2 separate regions of the Oryctolagus cuniculus genome follow, and region 1 is linked to region 2. Evidence: chromatin contacts called from public Micro-C data. All regions are on one chromosome and are shown on one strand. The core of a region is the stretch at or near the end of the contact, and the rest is flanking DNA. Distances in the headings are between cores, read along the strand shown.

Region 1 (6,984 bases), core at 2,997-5,496, 120 kb after region 2:
GTGGGTATGAGGGAGGAAGAGGAGGCAACCCAATGCTCCCTTCTCCCTGTGATTGTCCCACCAACCCAGTGCTTCTGCAGTGTGGCCTGTCTGTTGCACCAGGACCCTTGGGTCCCTCAAAGCGACGTGTGTCCTGTGCAAAGCTGCCTTCTCCCAGTGGAAAGCCAAGGGTTAACCCTGTAACTGTCAGCATGGCTGACAACCAAAGAAAAGGAAACCGCATTCTCTATGAATGAAGGAGGACACAGGAGGAAGGTAGTTTTTCCCTTTTCTTTTTTTAAAAGCATGAGTAAGATCCTCAATATGTTTCAGATTATTTAGCAAATTCTTTGAAAAGGGCCTTGGGTCACTACCCAACAGATCAGGGATGTAGAAACCACATTCTTCCGACTTCCCTTCCCATCCTGACCCCGGAGATAGATGGCAGATTGGGCGTCGCGGGGGTCTTTGTTTAGTTAACCATTAACAATTCATAAAAGTTCAGATCCCTGCGTGATAAGTCCAGTCCTCGGAATGTTATTAGAAAATCCTATTTCTAGTCTGTTATGAAACAGAGGTTTGATGTGCTGCCAGGTCTGTGGGGAACTCTGGAAACAACACTTGCAGCTCCGAGGAGCCGGGCCCGGTGGGTGGGTGGGTGTTACATAAAGCTCTCCTAGCCATTCGGGCTGCTCACACAATGGGAGGCTGCAGCGGACAAAACTCAGAAAGAGTTCATGCAAAACGCGAGCCAACCCGTTCTCCCCACTTGTTCTCAGGCCAGCAACAAATTTGTGGGAGCGGTTTGGAGACCCCCGGGGCCCAGAGCTCAGGTTGACAGCAGATTCAACCCAATAATGCTTGGGCCGCTCAGAGGTGAACGGCACCTTCACAAAGACCTCATGGAAGGCAAAACAGCTCTCCGCACCTCTGAACCAATCGCCAATTGAAATTCACACACACGCACACACACACACACACACACACACATCTTTCTTCTTTACGCTGCTCTGGGTTTCTCTGGGTACTGCAGGAGTAAAAGGGAGGGCGGTCACACCACGAGATCCCTGCCAAGTGAAACGCATCTAACGGCGCGGCGGTGTATCTGAAGCAAATGGATAAGAATCTCATTTCTAAACTCTTGGATCCAAAATTATGTAGATTAGGATGGAATTCTTTTCTGATGCTGCTTGCCAACGCTTGTGGGTTTTCTGAAAAGCATGTGTCCAGTCCATTAGGTCTGGGAGGGTGAGAGTGAGGGTGGAAGGGGACACTGGAAGGAGGAATCACACAAAACCCACTATGGAGCTGCAGATCAAGGCTGGCGGCCCAGGATGCTCCCCTTACACGTGAGAGCCCTGAGGGTGTTAGGAGAAGGCCCAGAGGATGAATCTGACTCACAGGTCTGCGGTGGGATGGCCTGGGGGGAGAGAAGGGCAGCTGGAGAGAGAAGAGTCTTAGTGGGCAGCCCCTAAACCTGCCCAGGGACCTAAGGCTGCTCTCTCCACCATGCCTCTGGCCCTGGGCACAGTTTCTGCTTCCTTGATGACCTGTAAAAGGGGGAAGGAAAAGAATGGCTTCAGAAACTCCCAGAATCCTATCTGTCTGTATGAAGGCAATCATCCAGCTGGCAGGTAATCCTACTTTATTTTTATTTTTTTTTAAAGATTTTATTTCTTTACTTGGGAGATGGAGTTACAGAGAGTGAGAGGGAGAGACAGAGAGAAAGATATTCCATCTGCTGGTTCACTCCCTAGGTGGTGGCAACAGCCTGAGCTGTGCCGAACCAAAGCCAGGAGCCAGGAGCTTCCTCCAGGTCCTCCACATGGGTGCAGGAGCCCAAGGACTTAGGACATCTTCCACTGCTTTCCCAGGCCATAGCAGAGAGCTGGATCAGAGGAGGAACAGCCAGGACTAGAACCAGGGCCTATATGGGATGCTGGTGCTGCAGGTGGAGAATTAACCTACTGTGCCACAGTGCCGGCCCCAGATAACCCTACTTTATGTAAATCAGATTCCCCCAAATCTAGGGGGTTTGCATCTTCCACACCCCTGGCCTTGGTTGAAGAGGCTGCAAAGAGTAAGAAAAATGAACAGTCACCTGCTTGCCTTAAACCAACGCCAAGACATCCTAGTTGACTCCGAAGGTGCATTTCTCCTTCACATAAGTCCTTGAGACGCCATCGGAAATCCAATAAGCATTTGTACCAAGATGTCCCTTGAAAGACTCCATGAGAAGTGAAAAATAAACAAGCGAATGGAGAATGCTAAGAGGACAGCTGAAGCAGCCAATGAGGACAGTGTTCTTGTCCCAGGAGAGTGGATGGTGCCCATTCAATAAGCAGAAGGGCACCCTCTGCAGAGAGAGGCTTCGCATAAGGATTGCCACCCCACCTGCAGGTGGAGCACCTGCCGCCAGACCCCCAGATGCTGGCGATGGTGGAAGCTGCCCCCGGCCACTGTGGCCCTAATGAGCCCATTTCAATTGAAATGAGATCAATACTACTCATTTTTCTCTTGCTGGCTCCCGAGTGATTCATGAATCTGAAAACTAGTTCATGAATCAGAGTGGGGGGGGGGGGGCTTGGAGCGGGGGCGGGGGAACATTTGTGCAGTCGGCAAACCTCGATTCCTTTCATGAACCCAGCCATGAGTTGCATAACACTCGCCTGCCTGCTAGTTTAAACCAGTCTTTTCGGAAGCAGCTTTTGGCTTCTCCTTATTCACCTCTTTCCCTTCTGGAAAGGGACAGAGTGGCACTGCGTCCTGATTGTGTGTCTGTGTGTCGCAGTGGGTATCTTTATGCCTTTTGTGTTTGCAGCTGTGGGCATGTCCCTGGTTAAGGGCATGCGTGCACAGACAATAGACTGTGCATATGCTATGTGGCCTGGGTGTGTACCCGTGTGGGTGCATGGATAATGGTCTCTGTGTGCATATCCTATGTGACGTGTGTGTGTGTGTGTGTGTGTGTGTGTGTGTGAGAGAGAGAGAGAGAGAGGCCGCGGGCCCTTTAAACCTGAACGGGAGCCAAGTTCATTTCTCAGCGGAGCTTCATAAGGAAGCACGAGATGGGGCAGTTGGAAACCACATCCCTACGAGTGCTGATTACCGCCTCCGAAGGAAAATGAGATTTTTATCTCACAGGAATTCAGTTATAAAAATAAAATACAGCGTCTGGCTTGATTCAGCTAAATGTGCAAGCACCGGGGTGTTTTTAATTTTGTGGAGAAGCTGGACGAGAAGAATGACCTAAAACATTGCATTTAAAGAAAGTCAGAGTCGAGGGGGCGGCTACAGGAAGTGAGTGGGTGTGGAGGTGTGTGTGTGTGTGTGTGTGTGTGTGTGTGAAGGAGAGAGAGAGAGAGGACATGGAGGGAGGGAAGGAGAGAGAAACCCACCCTGCTGGCAACTGAATGCAGCAGGATGATGTCATTGGAACAGTCGGAGGAGAGAGAAGAAAAACAACTGGGAGCTGTGCTAATCCTGTTTGCTGCCCTGAAGGGAATGGACGGCGGCCAAGGCAGGGAGTTCTGGGAAACCATATAAGGGTGCCAAACAAGCTTTGCCGCCAACATTGGGAACTGACAGCTTTGTTCTTTGTAACTTGGCTGCCGGCCAGAGGCCTCATTTCAGCTCTGCGGCATGATTACCCTGGCCGGCCGCCAGCCCCGCGCTGAGAGCTCCTTTTCTTCTCTCTGAGCTTTTTTTTTTTTTTCCTCTTTCCCTTTGCCAAACATGCAGCCGTTACCATGGCAGTCGAAAGTAAAGTTTAAAAAAAAAAAAAAAAAACACAACAAAGTGGAGAGAGGCACGCCTTTCTCCAGATGTGCCACATGAGCAGAGAGAAGAGCAGTTAACCTGGGCGTGGGGTCCCGGCTGCGCAGCCGGGGCCGGCGGGCGGGCGGGCGGGCGGATGCGCTAGCTGCCCAGCTCAGGGATCAACAGAGCGCGGCCCAGCGTAGCCCGGCCCTGGCTGCGCCGGCGGCGAGAGGCTGGCTCCCAGGCCTTGTTTTCCTTCTCCCTCTTTCTTCCTGAGGCATTGTGGAGTGCGTAATGTGAAACGGAAAATGTCATGATTTCCACTGGGAACGTGTCCACGGTTGGAGAAGGCTCCAGAAAGCAAGCCGGGTTCATAGCGCCTTAAAGGGAGGAGAACGGGCCGGAAGGGCACGGGGACGGACACGGTGGCCCCTGGCGGCCAGGGTGAAGCTGCCCAGGCTCTGCCTGCTGCCGGAGCACAGCGGGGTGCTGGTCTTGGGTTCCAGGCCGTGCGGTGGTTCCGGGTGCCAAGGGAGGCTGAAGGAAGCCAGGGGGCAGGGGCCTTCCTTTTGCCCATTGGGAGACACCCTCTGTAGTGTCTCTTTACAAGGGGACTCTGCGAAGAGCCCAGTCTCCTATTTTTAACCGGGTTCATTTTTCACCTGCTTGGAAAGTGGAACATCTCCCGGGAGGTGACAAGTCGTGACGGAGGCACAGCTCCAAGCGGAAGGTTGGCGGGGGTCCGAGGCAAAGGTTACTACTCAGAAGTGGAGCCTCCTTCGTCAGCGTTCCCCCACCGCAACATCAGATACTCCTCACCCTCCCGTTCAGCAGAGTTCCCAGAAGGGCCTCCTCTGATTCTAGAAAGTGCTGCAGCAGGCAGACTCGGCCGTCTCCTGGACGCTTGTGTTACACACAACGGCCAGGCATAGGCAGGGGCTGCTTTCACAGGGCCTGTGGCCACCTTCCTGTCAAACCCGCTGGCTAGGGGTTCGCTTCACATGGGCCCTGGCCAGTCCTCTGAAGGGGCCTCTTTGCCTCTCGGAGGGAAATGGCTCAAGGTCGCGGAGGGGAAAGTTGGCAAGTCGGCCAGAGAGCTCCCCGGAGTCCCTCCGCCAGCTCCCCCAGCCTGCCACACAGGCCTGCGCTACTTTCTCGGGACATATTCTTAGCAAGGAGTTGCTTCCTTACTAAGTGAAATCAAACAGGGACGCGCAGCGGGGCGCAGCCGGGATTGATCTCTTTGATGCATGCTGCAAAGCAGAGTAGTTACCCACACCCACCCCTGCCGCGTGCAATCCGTGCACGTCCCTGCCTCCCCGGGACCCCCAGACACCTTAGCTGACCCTCCACGCGGAGGACCTAGCCGTGATGGAGAGCTGCACCACTTCCAATGCGAACAGGTCCCATGCGCTTGGGGTCGGGGAGGCAGGCAGAAGCCAGGGGCAGGGGGAGCCGGAGACCAGACAGCAACGATAAAAGCCTGTCTCTGGGTGGAACTGCTTAGAAGACAAACTTGCACTTCTTGAGAAGGAGGACAGGAAAGGGAGGCTTGGGTTGGGGGCAGCACCGTGAGGTTGTTGCTGTCCTCTTTCCGTAACCAGAGGCCAGGAGAGCTCACCCAGAGACAAAGCAGAGCACCACCCGCGGTGAGGAGGGAGCTCGTGTCCATCTCAGGGCCTGGCCAAGCCACAGCCGGCTTCTGAGCTGACTCGCTGTGACAGGGACCGCCCACGGGAGACTCTGGGAGCAGCGCTGAGTCGGGTGGGCTCCTTTGCAGACCGAGCGTCGCAGGGAGGGTGTCTGAGCCTCTGAAACCCTACAGACTCCCGTTTCCCCAGGCGTGGTCTGCAAAACCAACCTCTGGCCAGTATGTCTGGGCCTGCCTTTCCCACCTCCTAAATGGTTTTCAGAGTCCCAGCTTTCTCCCCACCGTCTGCAGGGGAGAAGGATGCGGTGGTTGCGGTGGGAGGCTGGCCCTGGAGGAGGAGCAGCTGGGCAGCCGGCATCTGCCTCCCCCTGCTGTGTGGTGGGTCACCCGGCCATGCAGACATGAACTTGGGTCCCCTCAAGGCTCCTCCTTCCTCGGGACCCATGAGTTTGATGTAGCATGAATGGCACAGCAGAAAACCCATTACCCTCACTTACACATTAATGTCGGTTCCCTAATAGGCTTGTCAGGCAGACAGAAAAGGAAGATCCTGGGGGATTTTTCTTTCCTGAGAAACCAAGAGAAAGCAAAAAACAGATCTGTATGGTGTGGGGGCGGGGGATGGTAAACGCATTTCCAGCAACAGAGAGCTAAAGTGGGAATTGCATTTGCAAACAGGTAACCTGCTCAAGTTCTCCTGTGATCTTCCATTTCTGGTGCTGGTTTTTCCCCCTCATTAAGAAGCCCAATTTAATTTCTTGCTTCACCTGCATGGTAAAAATAATTACATACAGACATTAAGCCTGCACTAAAAATCAATGTACAGAGAGATTCCGCCTTTGCCGTTAGTCATCACGAGGCTTCGCAGCCACAAATAGAAAGCATTTAAAATCCTTCTCTGTGTAGACAGACAGGGGAAGCTCAGCACTGGTTTTGTAGCTGGAGCACAAGTTAGCAAGAACCAGGGGTCAGAAATGGGGGTGCGGCTCCAGCAGATTTCAGCCTGAGGGTGTCCAGAAGATCACCATGATAGAACCTTCTTTTAAGCTTTATTTTCTTTATCTGAAAGGCAGAGTGACAGAGAAAGATGGAGAGACGGAGAGAGAAATAAGTCTTCCGTCTGCTAATTCACTCCCCAAATGGATGTAATAGCCAAGGCTGGGCCAGGCTGAAGCCAGGAACCTGGAACTTCATCCAAGTTTCCCACATGGGTGGCAGGGGTCCAAGTCCTTGGGTCATCATCTGCTGCCTTCCCAGGCACATTAGCAGGGAGCTGGATCGGAAGCAGAGCAGCTGGGACTTGAACCAGTGTCCCATATAAGATGCGCTAGCGTTGCAGGTGGCTTAGCCACCTGCAGCCCCCACGATAATACCTTCTAACTTCACATGTGGGGCCTCTAAATGGCTGCTACTGCTTTAATGGACACAGGTATTCTTTGTTAACTGAAGCTCAAGTCCAAACCAGAGAGAGGCCTAAGGAGAACCCTGGGAGGCCCCAGGCCCCTGCTGTGCCATCTGCAGTGCCGTCTTCTGCAGAAGCTGTTCCTGTACTCCAGGGGCTCTGGGGGCTGAGGGTGGGCTTTCTGCAGGGGGAG
Region 2 (6,613 bases), core at 4,044-6,543:
TACAACAACAGCACAGAGAAACACAGGCGTCCTTTTCCACAGCTGGAAGACTTATCCGTAACAAGCAGGAGGGTTCTTTATTGATCTTTTGGGAAAGCTTATCTGTATTAAGATTGCAAAACATACAGACAGCTACCACAAATTAGGTCAAATGACTGATCAAGTCGTAACATCTATGAGGTCAAATTCCAGTTTATAATAAAGTGCCTAGATACACACTTACACAACAGACCATGACAGTTGAATTCTTTACAAATGTCTTTACGGGTATGTAAAACTGACTCTGTGTTTTTGCATGTGTGTATTCACATAAAAGAGACCAGTCTGATCTGAATCATATATACTCCAATTTTAAAAACAGAAGGTGTAACAACAAACTGGCTACTCATGCAAGTCTGTCTGTTAATATAACAATGACCGGTAACATGAATTTGCACGGCATCAATAGGTGCACTCATTAAAAACACTACGAGAAAATACTGTATTTGGTGCAGTATCTGATTTGCAAGTGTTAGTAACTTGACCATTAAAAAATATTTTAGCAAATTAAAAAAAAAAGATAAACATGTAACTAAAAAAGAACTCAAGGTTTGTAATAATAACCTGTTTTCAACTTGAAACAGAAGTTAGTCTCTGAATGATACACATAAACTGTAGTAGACCTAGAAACCATGATCCAGCCTAATTAGAAGGCCAAGTTACAAACACCTGAACCTAAGGATTTAAGTGTTCCTGTCAATGTTAAATCATAACAGCACAAAAGAAAAACCAGTATCACTGTGAGACAACTATTTCTAGTAACTGATGATTTATTGGTTTAAAAAATCATTTTACTGATGCAAAATAGTGATCAAAAGAAATTAGTTTACAAAAGGCTTCTAAAAATAGTTTGAGAGGTGGGGCCTGTCTATTATGTAAAAACCCTTAATTTCTTTCATTTTCACTAGTTTATCACTTTTTCCCCCAGAACAGTATTATTCAGTTGATATTTCAAATACATGTAAGAAGGAAATTACAGGCTTCCTCCACCCACATTCGGGCTGTCACTGATATGCCCACGGGCAGTCCTGGCAGCACCACGGCGGCTGTTACTGTCATTGTACCATACTGTATTTAGCACTCACTAGAAACAGGGTGTAGGTGATAGTATCAACAGCAATAGCACTACAGGTAAATGATAAAAAAACAAAACAAAACACAAAACAGAAACAAAACCAATCCCACAATCTCCAAGTTCACCTGGACTGTAACTTCTCTCAGGACTCCTTCAAAGGAAACAACAGCAACAACAAACAGAGCTCTAGGGTGTTTAGAGATGAAGTGGCGCTGCAGAGCCAGGCTCTGCTCAAAGATGGCAGTGCCATCTTGTGCACACCACCATCCATTCTAACCGCCTCCCATCACTGGAACTGTGTATTATGTAACCAACTAGCATGCAGCATTGTAATCTTACAACTGATCACGTGGACAGTGAACAGCGGTCAACTTTGCCTTAAAAAAAAAAAAAAAAAAAAAAAAAAAAAAAAAAAAACTACCCCTCACCCCCAAAAGCCACACAATCCTAAAAATCTCTCAGCAACACCTCTCAGACTGTCATCGATATCCCAAGAACTGAACTTTAAGAACAAAACAGAGAGATTAAAAATCCATTTGCCTATTCCTCTGAGAGGACGACGTTTTGGGGTAACCTGGTGATGTTTCCAGTGGCATGCCCACTTGCCAACAGTGCCCCTTTCATCACTCATCTCCTTTCCTTCTCCACCAACTGGCCTCCGGCCTGAGAAGGGGGCCAGCAATAAGGAATAACAGACAGTAAGGCAATCTTACAATGTCAGAAAATGTATTTGGCTTTTTTTTTTCTTTTTAAAATAAGTGCATACAAATACAGCTAGAAGCATTTCTGATTTGCCAAGTGCTCTAAAAAAGCAGCGCGCAAGTCACAGCCTACATAGAACGGTAACTGTCACCAGGATAATAAAGCACAAAGATATGCTAATAACGTTAACAAAAGAAGAAAATGCCTTTATAAGTACATACCTTTTGTCGTCAAAAAAATATAGAAACACAATGTATTCAAAAAAATCAAAATTATACAGCCATGTTTATGAAGTCTACATTTCCCTTGTCTTGGATATATATATATATGGAGATATATATACAATTCAAGCAGTTTTAGTTAAGGATAATCATTGGGTTTTTCTGAAACCGAAAAGTCACGAGTCTCTCTCTTTTTTCACTTTCACATCTCCAGCAAGGATGGTTGCAATTTCCCCCTGCATAAAGGCCCAGGGGACATTGGAGCCCACAAGAGGGCATTTTTCCCCACTGGGACAATAGACCTCTCCACTAGCTCCCTGCTGTTTGATGCTTTGTCTGGAGCAAGGGAAGCAGAACTTGTGCGAAGGGACGGACGGGCACTGCACAAAGTGGGTGTCCTCCAGCCGCTCGTGGCAGAGGGTACAGCACAGCGGGGCACTGGCTGCCAAAGAGGAGTCCGGGAGGCTGGCAGGGTGCACTGGCTCCAGTCCTCCTGTGCTGCCTGCCCCCTGGCCCCCCACCTCTCTGGGGCCCAGCCTTCTTTGGTTCATAGAGGACGGAGAAGGTGGACTGCTGCTATTCCTCCTGGTAGTGGAGTGAACCTGGTTGGCATCTTTCGAGGCATGACTGCCCCCTGCATTGTCTGCTACTAAGATTAGGGCTGCCATCGGGGACTGGCCATTCTGTGCCGCTTCAGGCGGTGTGGTCCGGTTGGAATGAGGTGAGGCAGTGGGTGGTGGTGGAGACACAAAAGAGGACGTGGGAGTCATGGGGATCTTGAGCCCTTCGGTGGACGTGGACAGCCATGGCTGGGCCTCTCCATTGATCTTAGGGGGCCCGACTTCACCTTCTGGCTCTGGAGAGGGCTTCCTTTTCCTTGCTGTTCTTGCAACTGGAAAAAAATTAGGAAATAAAAGGAAAAAAGGGGGAATAAATAAAAGTTGCACTGGAAAGCACTTTTACTAAAAACCAAACAAAAAACTCCTTACTGAATTCCTACTCTGAAAACCACACAGACAAAACACCCGTTCCCAGTGGCTGCATGCAGCTTAATCATCTAAACTTAGGGGGCTCTGAGGCAGGACACCGATGGAAAAAAAGGCAAGGAAGCCCCAGAAAAAGGCTCGAATACGACAGGGTCTGTTTCACACATGCATGCGTGTACCCCATCTGAACCGTGCATGTGATTGTTAAAAAGTCCCCCGACAGGCTAAAAGGTGACTGGTGCCCTCATGCTCCCATCCAAGAATGTGCTGGGAAAGGAAAAGCCTGTGTCAGTGCCTATCAGCCCCGTCTGACTCATCTCTGTTATGCTGCTTCAGCACATGAACACGTTGCCACTAAGCACTGGTTCCGCCTCAGGCACATCAGGAAGTTGGGTGTTTGTTGTTTCTGGGCTGGGGTAGCACGATGAATGGGAAGCAACCACCCCTCCTCCTCTGCTCTCCGACCCTCTCCCCTAAGCCCCCTCGCTCCACAGCCGCCCCTACCTGCTTTAGACCCGTTGGCCCCGTTGGCCTCGAAACCCAACAACCTGCCTGCAGTCAGGGCCGGCTCCTTCTTAAACTTGCTCTCGAAGGGCCCCGAGTGGCCGTGCTGGTGCAGCGCCAGCAGCGTGTCGCGCACGGTTTTGGGCCTGTTGACCCAGTCCTGCTCTCCGGGCCCGCGGCCCTTGCCTGCGCCCTCGGCGCCCAGCTCGGCGGCCCCGGGCGCGGTGGACAAGCTGTCGGCCGGGCCCCGGTGCGCGGGCGGTGGCGGCGGCGGCTGCTGCTTCTCCTTGGCTGCCGCCTCCCGCTGCTCGTGGTCCACGGCTGCGCTGCTCGACACAGAGGCCGGCCTCTTGTGGGCGCCCAGCTCCGCGGGCTGCGCTGAGCCCAGGCCAGCGGCGGCCGCGGCTCCAGACACGGCGGCCAGGGAGGCGGCGGCGCGGCCGCTGAGGCCGAGCGCGGCGGGCAGCGGCGTGGCGGAGCCGTTCATAAGCGGCACCAGGGTGGGCGGCACGGTGTGGCCGCGTCGCGCGTTCGGGCTCTGGCGGTTCAGCTCGGGCGGCTCCTCCAGCTTGGAGAAGCCGTTGGGCACCAGGATGCCGTTCACAGGCGGCGGCTGCGGCGTCGGAGGCTGGGCCAGGCCCGCAGCCGGGCGGCTGCCGCCGAAGTCGGAGCCGAGGCGCGGAGGTCGCTCCGCCGCGGCCGCCAGAGGGTAGCGCTCCAGGGCCTGCGCTGCGCGAGGGGCCGCCTCGGGGCCGCCGTGGCCGAGCTGCTGCTGCTGCTGCTGCTGCAGGAGGATGTCCTTGGCCGAGAGCGGCGGCGGCTTGGCGGCGGCCGGGGCCGCGGCGCCGGGCGGGGAGCGGCCCTCCGGGAAGCAGCCGTGCGCCCGCTTGAGCTGCCGCGCCGTCTCGATGACGAACTCGACGCGGTCGGCGCCCTCGTAGTTGACGCAGCCGCGGCACACGGGCTCGGTGAAGTCCCAGATCATGGCCCAGGGCATGCGGGGCAGGTCACACAGGTAGCACGACTGCCGCCGGGACGCGGCCGCCACCGCCACCGCCGCGGCCATGTCCGAGGAGCCCGCGGCGCCGGGGGAGGAGGAGGAGGTGGAGGTGGAGGAGGAGGAGGGGGCCCCGCCGCCCCCCGCCGGCACCGCGCGAGCCCTCCTCCCCCCCCAACCCCGCGTCTCCCCCACCAGTGGCGGCGGCGGCCGCAGAGGCGGCGGCGGCGGCGGCAAAGCCCGCGAAGGCTCGGCGCCCGCGCAGCGCCCCCGGTGCACGAGGGGCGGCGGGCGCGGCGCGAGGGGCTGCAGCCGCGGCAGCAGGTCCCCCCGGCCGGCGCGGTGGCGGGCGCGGGCGGGCGGCGCGGCGGGGCGGCGCGGCGGGGGCTCGGCCGGGGCCGCGGCGGGCCTCCAGACCGGGGCGAAGACGGGCCGCGCGGACGCGGGGAAGCGCAGCAGGTCGCGGCGGCGGCGGTGGCCGGCACGGAGTGCGGGGCGGGGGGCGGGGAGGACGCGGGGGGGGCGGGGGCCGGGGCCGGGGGGCGGCCGCCGGAGCAGGCTCAGCCCGAGCGGCGGGGCATGCCGCGCCGAGGCGGCGGCGGTGGCCGAGCGGCGTGAAGCTCGGGCGCGGCGCGGGCCCCGGGTCGCTCTGCCGCTCTCTCACAGCTCCTGGCGTCGCTGCTCTCCAGCGCCCGCGTCAGCGCCTAGCCCGCCTCAGCTCCGCCGCCTAGGTTGTCGCTGCTGCTGCTCGCCGCGGCCGCTCCACTTCTACAGACTTGATTCTTCGACAGCCTCGCACGGCGCCTGCGCGGGCCCCCTCCCCTGGCGCGCGCGCCCGCCCTCCCGCGCGCACGCGCACGCGCTTTCCCTCGCCGCCCCCCCCCCCCCGCCCCGCGCGCAGGGACGCGGCCGGGAGAGCCGGCTCCGCGGGTCCGCGCCGCCTCCAGTGAGCGGCCGGCGTCCCTGACGTGAGCACGCTGCTCCATGGGGATGTTTGCCCTGTTTCCTCGGCTCTACAGACTCCTCAGTCGGGATTTGGTTTCCCTGTGCTTGTCCTTTCTGTCGAGTCGAGCTAAAACTAATAAATAATAATAATAATAAAGGCAAGGCCACTTTGTAACTTGGTTTCTGTCAGACGCTTGATGGAGAGTTTAGGTCTGGCGTGCTTCACAGTTTTGGGTTTTTGAGGAGTTGAAAGCCAAATGTTGGACACGTGAGCACAGAATCGCTCAGGAATGCTTTGCACTTGCATTTGCCCTAGGACGGACACGCGCGCCGCCAGGCCCTTCAGGTTTCACAAACTCAGGAGAGTCTGCTGTTCCCAAGCACAGCACGGTGTCGTCATGCCGCCAGCTGGCTCGCGCGCTTTCCACGGAGCCCTCCGTAAGGAAAGGGAGCGCGGTCCAGACCGGGAGCTCGAGAACACCAAGACCTCCCGTCGGCCCGCCCTCTGAGCGGAGCCCTGGCCGCGCCCGCCGCCCCGGCCGCCTTATGTAGGTCCGCGCGGCGAGCGCGTGACGTGGGCGCAGGGCTGCGGGCCGCAGGCCCCCGCCGCCGCCAGTGCGCACGCTCCGCGCGAACGTGCCTCGCCGCCGCTGGCACGGGGGCCTCATTGAACGAATGCACATTCCAGGGATCCGGGGTCTACGGCCAGCGAGGCGCGGCGCGTCACGTCACGGCGCAGGCTCCGCCCCCGGCAGGCCCTCGGGGCCTCCGGCCCCGCCCCCCCGGGCCCGAACTTGGACTCGAGGTGGCGGGTGGCGCTGGCGCGGTCGGGGCGCGCGGCCTGCTCGCCTCGATGGGTCCCCGCGGGCGCTGGGGGCGACCGGCTGGCTGGCTCGGTCGCGGCCGTGGCGCAGGGCGGGCCTCGGGAGGGGGCGGCCCTGCGCCCTCTGCGCCACCCAGTCCGGCCCTAACCGTGGTGGGTGCAGACCTGCCTGGCGGGAAGACGGGGTGCGGCCCCAAAGCCCTGCCGGTCGGGCCCGCGCCTGTCTTACGCCGTGGGCAGCCAGACTGCCCCTATTGAATGAGCGCGTGAGGTTCCCACTTTTATCGGGAGGAGGAGCTGGTGTGTGTTGTGGTAAATCTC

The links. Hi-C and Micro-C count contacts between places; a contact is called where the count stands out from the background.
Region 1: a Micro-C map of ear pinna shows a contact between it and region 2, with 10 times the contacts expected there. The contact joins the enhancer-like site here to the promoter of IRF2BP2 in region 2. A contact is called at or near these places in 6 of 6 Hi-C or Micro-C datasets (ear pinna, embryonic fibroblasts, liver and 3 more).

Annotation. Positions count from the first base shown.
Region 1 is chr13:54,021,430-54,028,413 of mOryCun1.1, forward strand. No RefSeq gene overlaps it. Among named protein-coding and RNA genes, the nearest start is that of IRF2BP2, 120 kb to the left of the region's middle. Within about 2 kb of position 4,247, at least 8 of the 8 cell types and tissues checked have an H3K27ac peak or open chromatin away from gene starts, as enhancers often do. A contact at or near this core is called in ear pinna, where this site is marked.
Region 2 is chr13:53,903,226-53,909,838 of mOryCun1.1, forward strand. It overlaps IRF2BP2 (interferon regulatory factor 2 binding protein 2), which reads right to left and starts at 5,294. Exons shown (of 2, transcript XM_008268248.3): 1 at 3,528-5,294; 2 at 1-2,929. The coding sequence starts at 4,593. The coding sequence ends at 2,214.